Linked DNA regions of Mus musculus: all the other regions are linked to region 3. A link is a contact called in public promoter capture Hi-C data. All regions are on one chromosome and are shown on one strand. Each heading gives the region's core, a stretch centred on a gene start, on an enhancer-like site or on the middle of the called end of the contact. The rest is flanking DNA. Distances are from core to core; before and after follow the strand shown. Region 1 holds the start of BC048507 (cDNA sequence BC048507). Region 2 holds the start of Zfp85 (zinc finger protein 85). Region 3 holds the start of Zfp759 (zinc finger protein 759).

Region 1 (3,729 bases), core at 1,075-3,574, 740 kb before region 3:
GGCTATCAGCTATAACATTACATAACTAAAGTCCAGGAAACCGTGAGAGTGAGTAAACTTGACCACATTGGATTTTTTTTTTTTAATCAAGAGGGAGGAGAAGAAAGCTGTTGCTACGCCACCCCCCCCACACACACACACCTCAAATACCCATTTACAGCATTCCTTCCCTGTTTTATTGAAATGTTCCATTTGTAGCATCAACATTTAGATTTTGATTAAGTGGAAAACTAAGTTTATGAAACAAATGATCTCATAATTTTTTTTGAAAAGCCCCAACGTTGAGTGTATATACTTTCTTCATACAGACTACGGTTTCTAAAGCCTGAAAACCAAGCTTCGAATAAAACAGGCTCAGTGGTTAAACACACAGGAGTCTAAGTTTGTTCTTTGTCCAGCCTTTCCAGATTAGCTTGGGTAAATTCATTAAGACGGCTCCCTGCTGAGCTATGTCCTCTGCTCATTACACAGAGTCTGTTCCCTCTCTTCCTGCTGACACTGACAGACCAGGGACCTAAAATAGATCCTAATTATTTTCCATTACTCCTCTCTGTTCAAAGCTTTGCATGGTTGTTTTGACTGTGAGACCTCATTAACACGGAGCTCATTAAAACCACAGAGAATGGATGAATCCACAAGAACAAAACTTTGGTTGTGGTAAAGGTATAACGGGCACAAGGTATAAACAGGAAATAAATATGAAAGATGCCATTCTAGCTCTCAGTACAGAAACAATGCCACTCAGACAATACAGTAGGTGACAGTGGCTCCCAGGGTTACAGGGGCTTTCATCCATTGATGAAATCCTCACCTTAGGATCCCCAATTATGGACTTAGGGAAGACAGTTTTCTTTGCTCCTCTTCCCAGTGTGGCCATATTAAATCTCTCCCTTTCAGCTTTAAAAAGGGAGGGAGGGAGGGAGGGAGGGAGTGAGGGAGGGAGGGAGGGAGGGAGGGAGGGAGGGAGGGAGGGAGGGAGGGAGGGAGGGGTAAAGAAAGACACACTAGAAGATATTTTAAATTGCCAATAATATTTTTAAAGATTATTTATTTATTTATTTATCGTGTAGTCAGCATTCTTCCTGCATGTATGCTAGCAGGCCAGAAGAGGGCACCAATTCTCACTATAGATGCTTATGAGCCACTCTGAGCCACCATATGGATACTGGGAATTGAACTCTGGACCTCTGGAAGAGCAGCCAGTGCTCTTAAGCTCCGAGCCATCTCTCCAGCCCTGTTAATAATATTTTGAAATGGAGATACCTCAAGTGTCTTGTCATAAGAAGTATCTTGTGGCCTGAACAGGCAGTGACGCTATCTCGGTGGGCATGAGTGATCTCATTAGCATGTGTTATGATAGACTTCAACAAACAACACTGGATTTACATTCAATCTCTTTATAACCATCCTAAAAGATTTGAAAGACAAATGCATATTTCTTATAGAGAAAACATAGCTCCAAGGCCAACAGTTGTTATTCAAGGTCAAAACTCATAAATAAAAGGAAGGAAAACAGGGCTGGTCTGTTTTCTTGAACTTAATCTCCCCCCCCCCCCGCCGCCCCCCGCCACACCCACCTCCCATGCGCAACCGTGTTAAGATTTTTCTTTTTTTTTTTTTTTTCTTTTTTTTATGGCATCTCCACCAGATTTATTTTTAAAGGAATGACCTAAGGGAGAAAAAACTAGGGTACAGAAGTATGGGCTAGAAAATAAATACAAATGTAAGCTGTTTCACTAATTTTATAACCACAAACTTGTACAGAGAATGAGGCCCTCTACAGAACACAACAGGTTCAGACGAGGCGTTCCCTTAACAAGGCTGAAGATCCGGACTCTGGTATTTGACATTTAGGATGCAGTCAGTCCACGCTTTTACCCAGATTTGAAGAGAAGAATGGCCACCTGACCCAGGTAGAAGTAGACGAAGTGTTTGGTTTCGTACGTCACGTAACTACCGAAGTTCCGGCCCACAATGCAGTGCCAGGTGGGGTTGTACTTCTTGTCAAACTCCTTCTTGATATGGGCCGCAATATCCTTCTCTGTGCTGTACTTCTCCAGCGCCTGGATAGCACACCTCACCGAGTCCTGCTGCATCTCTTCCGACATGTCTACAGTTTTTATCACTGCCTTCCGATCGCACATGGTTACCGCGGAGCAGGGGCCAATCGGCCGCTGCGTGCCCCTAGGGAAGATGCTGGCGGTGCTCAAGCAGCAGCAGCAGACAGCCGGTCCCTGCTGAAGCCGAAGCCGTGGCGCATCTCTTAGCTAAATATTTAACTGTATGCGTTTGCTACCTTTTCTTTACCCCTTCAGGAGCCATTTGGTAGGTGGTTTATTTTGTCACAAAAAGCAAGAAACCGCCTCATTGTGACTGCACAATTACCCGCTGACCCTCTGAGGTGGGGAGCCGAACCCTGGAGACCTGGCTTTTCATGAATCAGAAATTCACATGTGTGAGGAAATGCAGTGGAAGCAGCAGACACTGCTGTTGCTTGAGGGAAATATTTTAAATGAACCGGCCTACTCTCCAATAAAATCAAAACTTTTTTTTTTTTTTTTTTTTGGTTTTTCGAGACGGGGTTTCTCTGTATATCCTTGGCTGTCCTGGAACTCACTTTGTAGACCAGGCTAGCCTCTAACTCAGACTCCCGAGTCCTGGGATTAAAGGCGTGCGCCACCACGCCCGGCGCACTGTGTCTATTTCACGAGGGGGAAAAATGAGCGTATTTCCCTAAGAAACTTCAGAAAGACTGATTTAAACACGCGGGACCTGATGAACCTCTAATGGCTTCATCTTAATTAGTTATACCTGTGATGCTCCTGTTTCCAAATACGGGCACACGCCGGAGCTCTGTGTTCATATTCCTGAAAGATTCAATTAACCCATAACATTTGCTGTCATACCTTGCTGACATGTTCGCAGCTGTGTTCACAGACCTGAAGATGGCACTGTGCATCAGCTGAAAACATTCTCAAACCACCCGCAACAGAAAAATCCGCACACTGCCCACAGCCCTGGCTAATACATGAAATTATATAAAGATTCAGATCATATTTCAATTTGAATTGGATGTACCTACGTTACCATTTTTCCCCCCATTTTACTTATTTGAAGCTTCTGGTTAATTGCAAGTTCCCAGACAAGGTTAAGAGAGCAAGATTTACCCACAGATATGCAAGAAAAATTTCCGAGCCTTTGCAAGTGACTCATGCCTGATACCCCCAACTTTATAACTACTATAAGCTCTTAGTTCTTATCATTTCTCAGCAGTAAATGGGGCCACTGATTAGCAGAAAAGAGCAATCTTCCTGGCTTTGGCAGCCCATTCAACTAATCACAGTACTTGGGAGGCAGAGGCAGGTGGATGGATCTCTGTGAGTTCAAGGCCAGCCGGGTCTACAGAGCCAGTTTTAGGACAGCTGGGGCTACAGAGAAAACCTATGTCAACAGAAACAAAACAGAACAAAACAAACAAACCAAAAACAAAGAGGAGGAGGAGGAGAGGAGGAGGAAGAGGAGGAAGAAGAGGAAGAGGAGGAGGAGGGAGAGGAGGAGGAAGAGGAAGAGGACAGACAGAAATAACAAATCTCTTCCCCATTCTGGGCCCCTTTTCCTTTCTAACTTTTACATTTAAAAACAAAGAGTTAATAGCAATTTAAGCACTTATTAATGTTTAATATGTTCACTATGGCACAGAATTCCAGGAAAAATATGTACATGTCTTAT
Region 2 (3,434 bases), core at 935-3,434, 630 kb before region 3:
CAAGGCTCCTCTGTTTAGTTATCCAGTCAATGACTCAGAGGCTGAATAAAATCCTAAGAAAGATTCCTAGACTCTCTCTGTTCTGGGCCCTGTGGGGGAGGAGTAGATTCCCCTGTCTTATAGTCCCCACATTGAACCATTCCAGGACCATCAGTGTCTGAAGGGATCCAGCATCTACAGTCCCAAGAATCACTTGGACCTACCTCATCTTCACATAGGAGCGGGATGGATTCTGTCCTGCTTTAACCGAGTCCCACCCCAGTCATCTCCCCTCTTGTGAAAGGATTGTTCGACCCTGAAGGGGGACATAACCCACAGGTTAAAACTCATTGTTTTATAGGATTTGAGAAGACGGTGTGGTCCAGATGAAAGGTGTATCTTCCCAGCTCAAGGTTGGGATCAAAGTCATGTGCCTCCCTATCTCAAAAGACTGGACTAGAAGCGAAACCACTGACTTCAAACCAAGCAGAAAAATCCCTCACAGGGTATCCTCCATTTCCGGAATCCAGTTAATTCCAGAAAGTAGTCAAGTGTCAAGAATAGCAATCACGGGGACAAGAGGGTTTATTTGGTTTACATATCCTGGACTACTGTCCATTGGAGAAAGCCAAGACAGAACCTCAAACAGGGCAGGAATCTGGAAGCAGGAGCAGATGCAAGGCCATGGAGAGGTGTTGCTTACTCAGCCTGATTCTTAGAGAACCCAGGACCCCAGCCCAAGGTTGGCACCACCCACAACATCCTAGGCCCTCCTACATCTATTACTTATTGTGAAGATGAAATGCCCTACAGGCTTGCCCACAGCCCAACCATATAGAGGCTTTTTCTCACTGAGGCTTCCTCCTCTGATGACTTTAGCTTGTGTCAAATTGATATAAAACCCAGCACAATTTCTTTCTGGTGATGAAACAAAAAAAGAACAATCTGATCTTCCCACTCTCTCATCCAAGAAGTAATCTCATTGTGAATCAGTGACCATGGCACGAAAACAAACTCTTTCCTCTCGTGGGGTTTATCGTTGGGTCTCAGATGTTACCAGTACAGGAATACATACACACGAGATAGGGAGTCCCATCACTCCGTGGTGTCAGTCCAGCCCCTTTCTTGCAATGAGTTCATTCTGTATGATCAGGAACATATTTCTGATACCTTTGTATTAAAGGAAGATTCATTCCTGTGTTATGAGATGAGGGAATAGAGTGAACTTCAAGCAAAAAACAAAACAAAACAAAAGAACCTTTAAGTACTTCCACATGAATGGGAGTAATGTAAGGAGTCCAGAAAGAGACTGGAAGTTGAATAGGGCAGATCCGAAGTAATACAGAGAGAAATCTTATGATGAGTGTTGGATAGTGGGTCAGGAGTCAGTTCACACACCATACTGATTCCAAGACCAGTTTTCCTCTAACTGGGAGAGGAGCCAGGAAGAACATTTGGTGGTGAATAGTTGTATGAGATTGTGAAAGAGAATCTGGTGAAGCTCTCTCAAATGTTAAATTGTTTACACGGATATCGGAGGAACGTGTGGACAAGGGGACTAAGGACAGATGAAAATCTCAAAGGGTTTCTGGGACTTATAGGTAAGAGACATCTGTGTTCCCTAGTCCACGCCCCAAACCGTGGATTTCAGTGTACACATCAAATCTGTTCGGTTATTTTTTTTTCCTCTTTGATTTAGTGTCATAATGGGTATTAAACCAAGGCCTCCTTCACTCCAGGCAAGTGCTTCACCAGTGAGTAGCCCCCATCTCTTTTGGTACTGTGTAATTTGGGACATAGACTTGTGATTCTTCTGTCTCAAACCCCAGAGTAGCTGAGATTTCAGAATATTTCCAGGAAACTTGGTTTCAAAAACTATCCTAAAGAGTTTGTGGTGTGCCCTAAAGTAGCTTCTTGCTCCGTTATTTTAAAGTAAAATTGACTCAATGTGATTTTTTTTCTGCCCCCCATAAGATTCTAGGAACCCCTGAGCTTTTTAAGTCACAGCATTGATCAGAGTAAGAAGTAAATCTAATACATATTACCGTTAAAGGCTGGACTCATATTCTCAAAATGCCCTTTGTAAATTTGGGATTTTTAAAAGCAGCCTAATTCCAGTTACATACAATCCATGCGCTTTAAATTCTTTGCCTTCTTTGGTTCCGGGTAGTCCTTCGCGTAGACTTCTGGGAAATGTAGTCTCTCTCTCTCTTTCTGTATGACCCCGCTAGACAGGACTCTGCTCTCTGTGCTTCCGGGTTCTTTTTACGTTTGTGATTCTCCAAACTCTGCGGTGTTCTCAAAGTTGGGACAGTGTGGCTTGTTCTTCGCGCTTAACATGAAGGTTGGTCCCGGGTGCAGCCTAGACTTGCAAATCCAGGAACTCTGCGGGTAGGCGGGTCCGGCGTGCAGGGAGCGGGGGAGGGCTGGGCAGGAGGCGGAGAGAAGCCCATTTGGATGTGCAGTGCAGATCTAGGCTTAGGGGTGGCTTGGCTGACCATGCCAGAGACAGGCTGTGATGAAAGCTCACACAGCACCTTGGCTGGGGAAGCTTGCTGTTACTAGCTTTCACATTGCTGTTGTCAGATCCCTCAGGAAATCTAGAGCAAGTGGGTTTTTCTGAGCCCTCCCATATTCTATGACAGGCCCAGGACTCTTGTTTTGAGTTCGTGTGGCTCATAGTTTCCAGGACAGTGAGTTCTGGCGGGGGAGTTTGGTGTATGGGATGTTCGTCCCGTTTTCTTTGTGATAAATTGTTTTCAGGGCGGCTCACTTTGGATAGGAATCACTCCTTTACCCACTGTGACAGAACCCTCACATTCACACACCTGTATGAGGCAAAAAAAAAAAAAAAAAAAAATTCTCATCGAGGGGGCACTCTGAGCTTTGTACCTTCCCAGCTATCACTGATCCTACAACACTGCAGAGTGGAAAATACTAGAGAATATTACCACATACAATTGCACCAGAGACTGCGATGTCAGAAATTTGGACTCCTTTTGTGAAAGGAGAGATAAGTTGCCCAGGTATTTGTATTGTGTGGAAAGATTGAGAGATGGGGTTGAAGAAATGTGGCTCACTAAAGGTCTTGTGATTGTATACAACAGTCTGCTCCCCATGGCATTTGTATACAGCCAGCTGCTCACCCCGTGCTTTGTATACAGCCTTTGCTCACTCTGTCCTTTGTGCTGTTTTTGCCACACTTCAGTCAAATTGATTTGTGTGCTGGAGACTGACTTACAGCATTCAAATCTATACCTAAGAAGCATGGGCTTTAAACTACATTATCATAATACCAGTATTTTCTATGTATTATCTAACTATAATTACAATAATATGGACACTTTCTAGTCAATGCCATTAATGTTCAGGAAACTAAGAACATGTCATTTTACATTTTATGGTGTGAAAAGTACATTTTCTTGTACCTTAGATCCCGTTTCTTAGAAGGTAGA
Region 3 (3,333 bases), core at 756-3,255:
ATGAGTGATGTCTTTTAGATTTTCCAATTACACTGGACAGATTTTCAAAATATCCCTTTATGATAGTCTGAAGTTTTTGGTATCTGTTGTAAAATCTCCCTGTTCATTTCTGAATCTAATCATTTGGGTCCTGTTTCTGTTGGTTAGCTGGATCCAGTGTCCCTCAATCTTGTTTATCTTGTTTATCTCCAGCTCACTAAAGCTTGGTTTGACTGAGGACAGTATAAGCAAGATCGCCTGAGATGGAGGAGGGGATGTGGAGAAGAAACCCTGAAAAAACAAACACACAAAGAAAACCTGTGTGTATGTTGTGAATGCAAAACTCTTGTAAGGAGTCTGTGTGTGCAGAGACTGATGGCCCACGTGGAAGTTCACTGAGGGGCAGAGCCTGGAATTCTGCAGGTTCAGGGTTAGCTGTCTTGGGCTGATTTTCCCTTCAGGGACAGTCCTTGCCTCACTATGTAGTGGACCACACAGCTTGTTAATAGATAAAAACCTCTCAGAATCCACTGACTAGGCAGAACATGAGATTCTATCAACCCAAAAGCTAAAATCTCAGCAGATGGTATCTTAGGTGAATAGAATATCTCCCATATCTCAAGGTACATATACATACCTCTATCAGACTTACACCAATGTATTTTAAGCTTTCTTAGGTTAATGACATTCTTTGTTCTGTAAAACCATGAAATAGATTTCATGTTGGAGCATGGAATTTGGATTAATTAAACCTGTGTTCTCAGATCATGGCTACAAAAATGGCTCTGGACTAAACTATTCTCTTAACTCTTCAAAAGGACAACTATGCATTTTGCATGAACAGGAACCTACTATATGCAAATCATAAGTTCCCAAGTATGCCACAGGTTTTGAAATTTATCTTGCAGCCTTTCTAATACAGTTGAAAAATTTGAAGACTTCTTCCTAAAACTATTAAGGGTGCATCAGTAAACCTGAAAGTCACATTGAGGGACAGGGAAAATTTAAGAGAGTTCGAACACTGCCAATAATAGGAACATACATAAGAAAATCACATGATGAGACAATATCCAGATCCTGCCAGATTAAAGAGAACAATGTACAGAGCCTGGCAGATGAGCAGAGATATTTCCTCCTTCCCTTTCAGACTTTCCAGCTCCTCCCAGCGATCTTTCTCTCATCACACCAAGTCATCTATCTCTCACATCTGAAAAGAAGTCCAAATACTGGACAGAACACATACTCAGAACACAAACATACTCAGAACCGTTGAGGTATTACTGTCTAGTCATTTTTAATCTGTGTAAAATCCATAATTACATAGATTGTGCAAACACGGGATGTTACCAATTACAAGATTATTCTGTGGCTATACAGCCATGTATTGTGAGGAATCATGTCACTGAGATGTCTATTAGAAATTCCCACTCTAACCAAGGCATCCATAAATCTAACAATTCATTCCAAAGGAAAAGTAATTAACACCCCACACAACAATCACCGTCACAGGACTCTCTGTCCCTGGACACTAGGAACTTTAGAAAGCTGTGTGAACTCAAACAAGGAGTAGTCTCCAGGACATGACGTATAGGGGGCGGTAGATGTCCCCGTGTTCTGTATGTCCAGAGAATCTGACTACAGCCAGTGAGAATGGGTCAACTAGGCCGAGCACGTTTCCCTTTAAACATGCTTGAGCTCTGGTCAGCATCGCAGGCACAGGCAGTGTGCAGACCCTGCCTGCCCTTGCCATCCTGTAGTTTCTAACGTTCTCCTCATCAAACCTGTGCCCAGGGACAGTGACCCAGCCTAGGTCAGCACAGCATCTCCAGGTCAGCAGCTTCCTGTCTCACAACAAGCCCAAGCCGGCACTCTCCGTGCCCTACCCGCCACCCTGCACAGTCCCTCATATCTGCAAGATGGTGCTGTTCCCTGCACCAACCTCCATGTCAGAAATCCAAATGCAGCGCTCAACAGGACAACTGCACAAATTTGAGAAGCGACCTTTGACGAAAGAATATGGAAATTTGATGCTGACAGCACTTTCTGATGCCGTCACAGGGGCCGGGACTACATTTCCCACAAATCAATTGGAAGGACTTCCGGGAACCCACTGAAGAGGTTTTGTACACTGCCTGGATTACAGTCCACTGAGAGCAGGTGCACATGGACATGCACAGGGAATTTGGGCTCTTTTACAGTCCTTGGTCACGGCACGAAATGTTTGCCTGTGAGCTGAACCTTTCACATTAATCCCGCCTATCAGGTTTCCATGTTATCTCTGATAAAACATTTTGATTTAAAAACTCCGACCTACTATAGAATCTTATTAACAAATGGAAAATTCATGCTTTCATGATCTGCTTTATTTAAGAATGTGGAAGCAGGAAGTTAATGTAGGAGTGAGCATTATCTCTTTACGATTCTATTGAAACCATCCTAGTCGCTTAAGATAGAAGAATTAGAAATCAAAGCTAGTCACCAGCAGATGTTTTCTGAGCACTCCACTGGTTTTTCTCTTCTGTATGTCTCCCAAGGGGCGGGACAGAGTTACTGGGATCACAATGATGTGTGTACTAACTCTTTTTTTTCGAGGCAGGGTTTCTCTGTATAGGGTTTCTCTGGCTGTCCTGGAACTCACTCTGTAGACCAGGCTGGCCTCGAAATCAGAAATCTGCCTGCCTCTGCCTCCGGAGAGCTGGGATTAAAGGTGTGCGCCACCACGCCCGGCGTGTGTACTAACTCTTAATCCACTGTGCACTATAGGATTTCCCCCTGCCTTAGGTTTGATGTTCCTTATTGATTTTTCTGTCTCTGCACTGATCCTGTCATCGGTCATATTTGACAATATTTGAACATTAGTGTTATCTGTCTTGAATTTCCCTCACTTCTCCTAAACAGAACACTGAGATATTTTCTTCTTGAATACAAAGATATCAGAAATATTCATAATACTGTCTAATGAGATCACTGTATTAAAGGAGTTACACTGGAAACATAGAGTATTGAGAATTCATGTCTCTTCTTGGGAAGGTTTATTCTTGTGCAGTTCATGGTTGAGTCAAAGTTACAAACCCTGTTACAGAAAAGACTTCCTACTTCCCTGAATCCTAATGATTCAAAAAGAAGCTGTTTCAAAGAAGATACTGTGCCGAGTCCATATTTAATTCTTCTTTTCCAGTGAGTATGTTTATCCAGGAATGCAGAACGGCTTCCTCAAATTAGAAAAATTAGAGTCAAGGAACAATACATGTACCTGTACTTGATTGGCAAGTGTCATGACTGGTCTGTCCTCCTCCTGAATGCTGCAGTGAAGGGCATTGACAGAAACCACAAAAGTTAGTATTTCTGAGCATA

What was found. Promoter capture Hi-C pulls out the DNA fragments that hold promoters and counts their contacts. Capture Hi-C pulls out chosen DNA fragments and counts their contacts.
Region 1: a promoter capture Hi-C map of the HPC-7 cell line shows a contact between it and region 3. The contact joins the promoter of BC048507 here to the promoter of Zfp759 in region 3. A contact is called at or near these places in 17 of 39 promoter capture datasets (3T3-L1-derived adipocytes, the C10 cell line, the HPC-7 cell line and 10 more) and 1 of 9 other capture datasets (macrophages).
Region 2: a contact with region 3 is called in a promoter capture Hi-C map of adipose tissue, with 7 times the contacts expected there. The contact joins the promoter of Zfp85 here to the promoter of Zfp759 in region 3. A contact is called at or near these places in 14 of 39 promoter capture datasets (the 3T3-L1 cell line, the C10 cell line, the HPC-7 cell line and 10 more), 2 of 115 datasets of contacts at active chromatin or transcription factors (astrocytes and embryonic limb bud) and 3 of 9 other capture datasets (adipose tissue, liver and macrophages).

What each region holds. Positions count from the first base shown.
Region 1 is chr13:67,861,921-67,865,649 of GRCm38.p6, reverse strand. BC048507 (cDNA sequence BC048507) reads right to left here and starts at 2,324. Exons shown (of 1, transcript NM_001001185.3): 1 at 1,727-2,324. The coding sequence starts at 2,144. The coding sequence ends at 1,875.
Region 2 is chr13:67,753,952-67,757,385 of GRCm38.p6, reverse strand. Zfp85 (zinc finger protein 85) reads left to right here and starts at 2,184. Exons shown (of 4, transcript NM_001001130.3): 1 at 2,184-2,323. The coding sequence starts at 2,318. It overlaps Zfp85os (zinc finger protein 85, opposite strand), which reads right to left. Exons shown (of 3, transcript NR_027969.1): 3 at 548-2,807.
Region 3 is chr13:67,126,900-67,130,232 of GRCm38.p6, reverse strand. It overlaps Zfp759 (zinc finger protein 759), which reads right to left and starts at 2,005. Exons shown (of 4, transcript NM_172392.3): 1 at 1,919-2,005. The coding sequence starts at 1,924.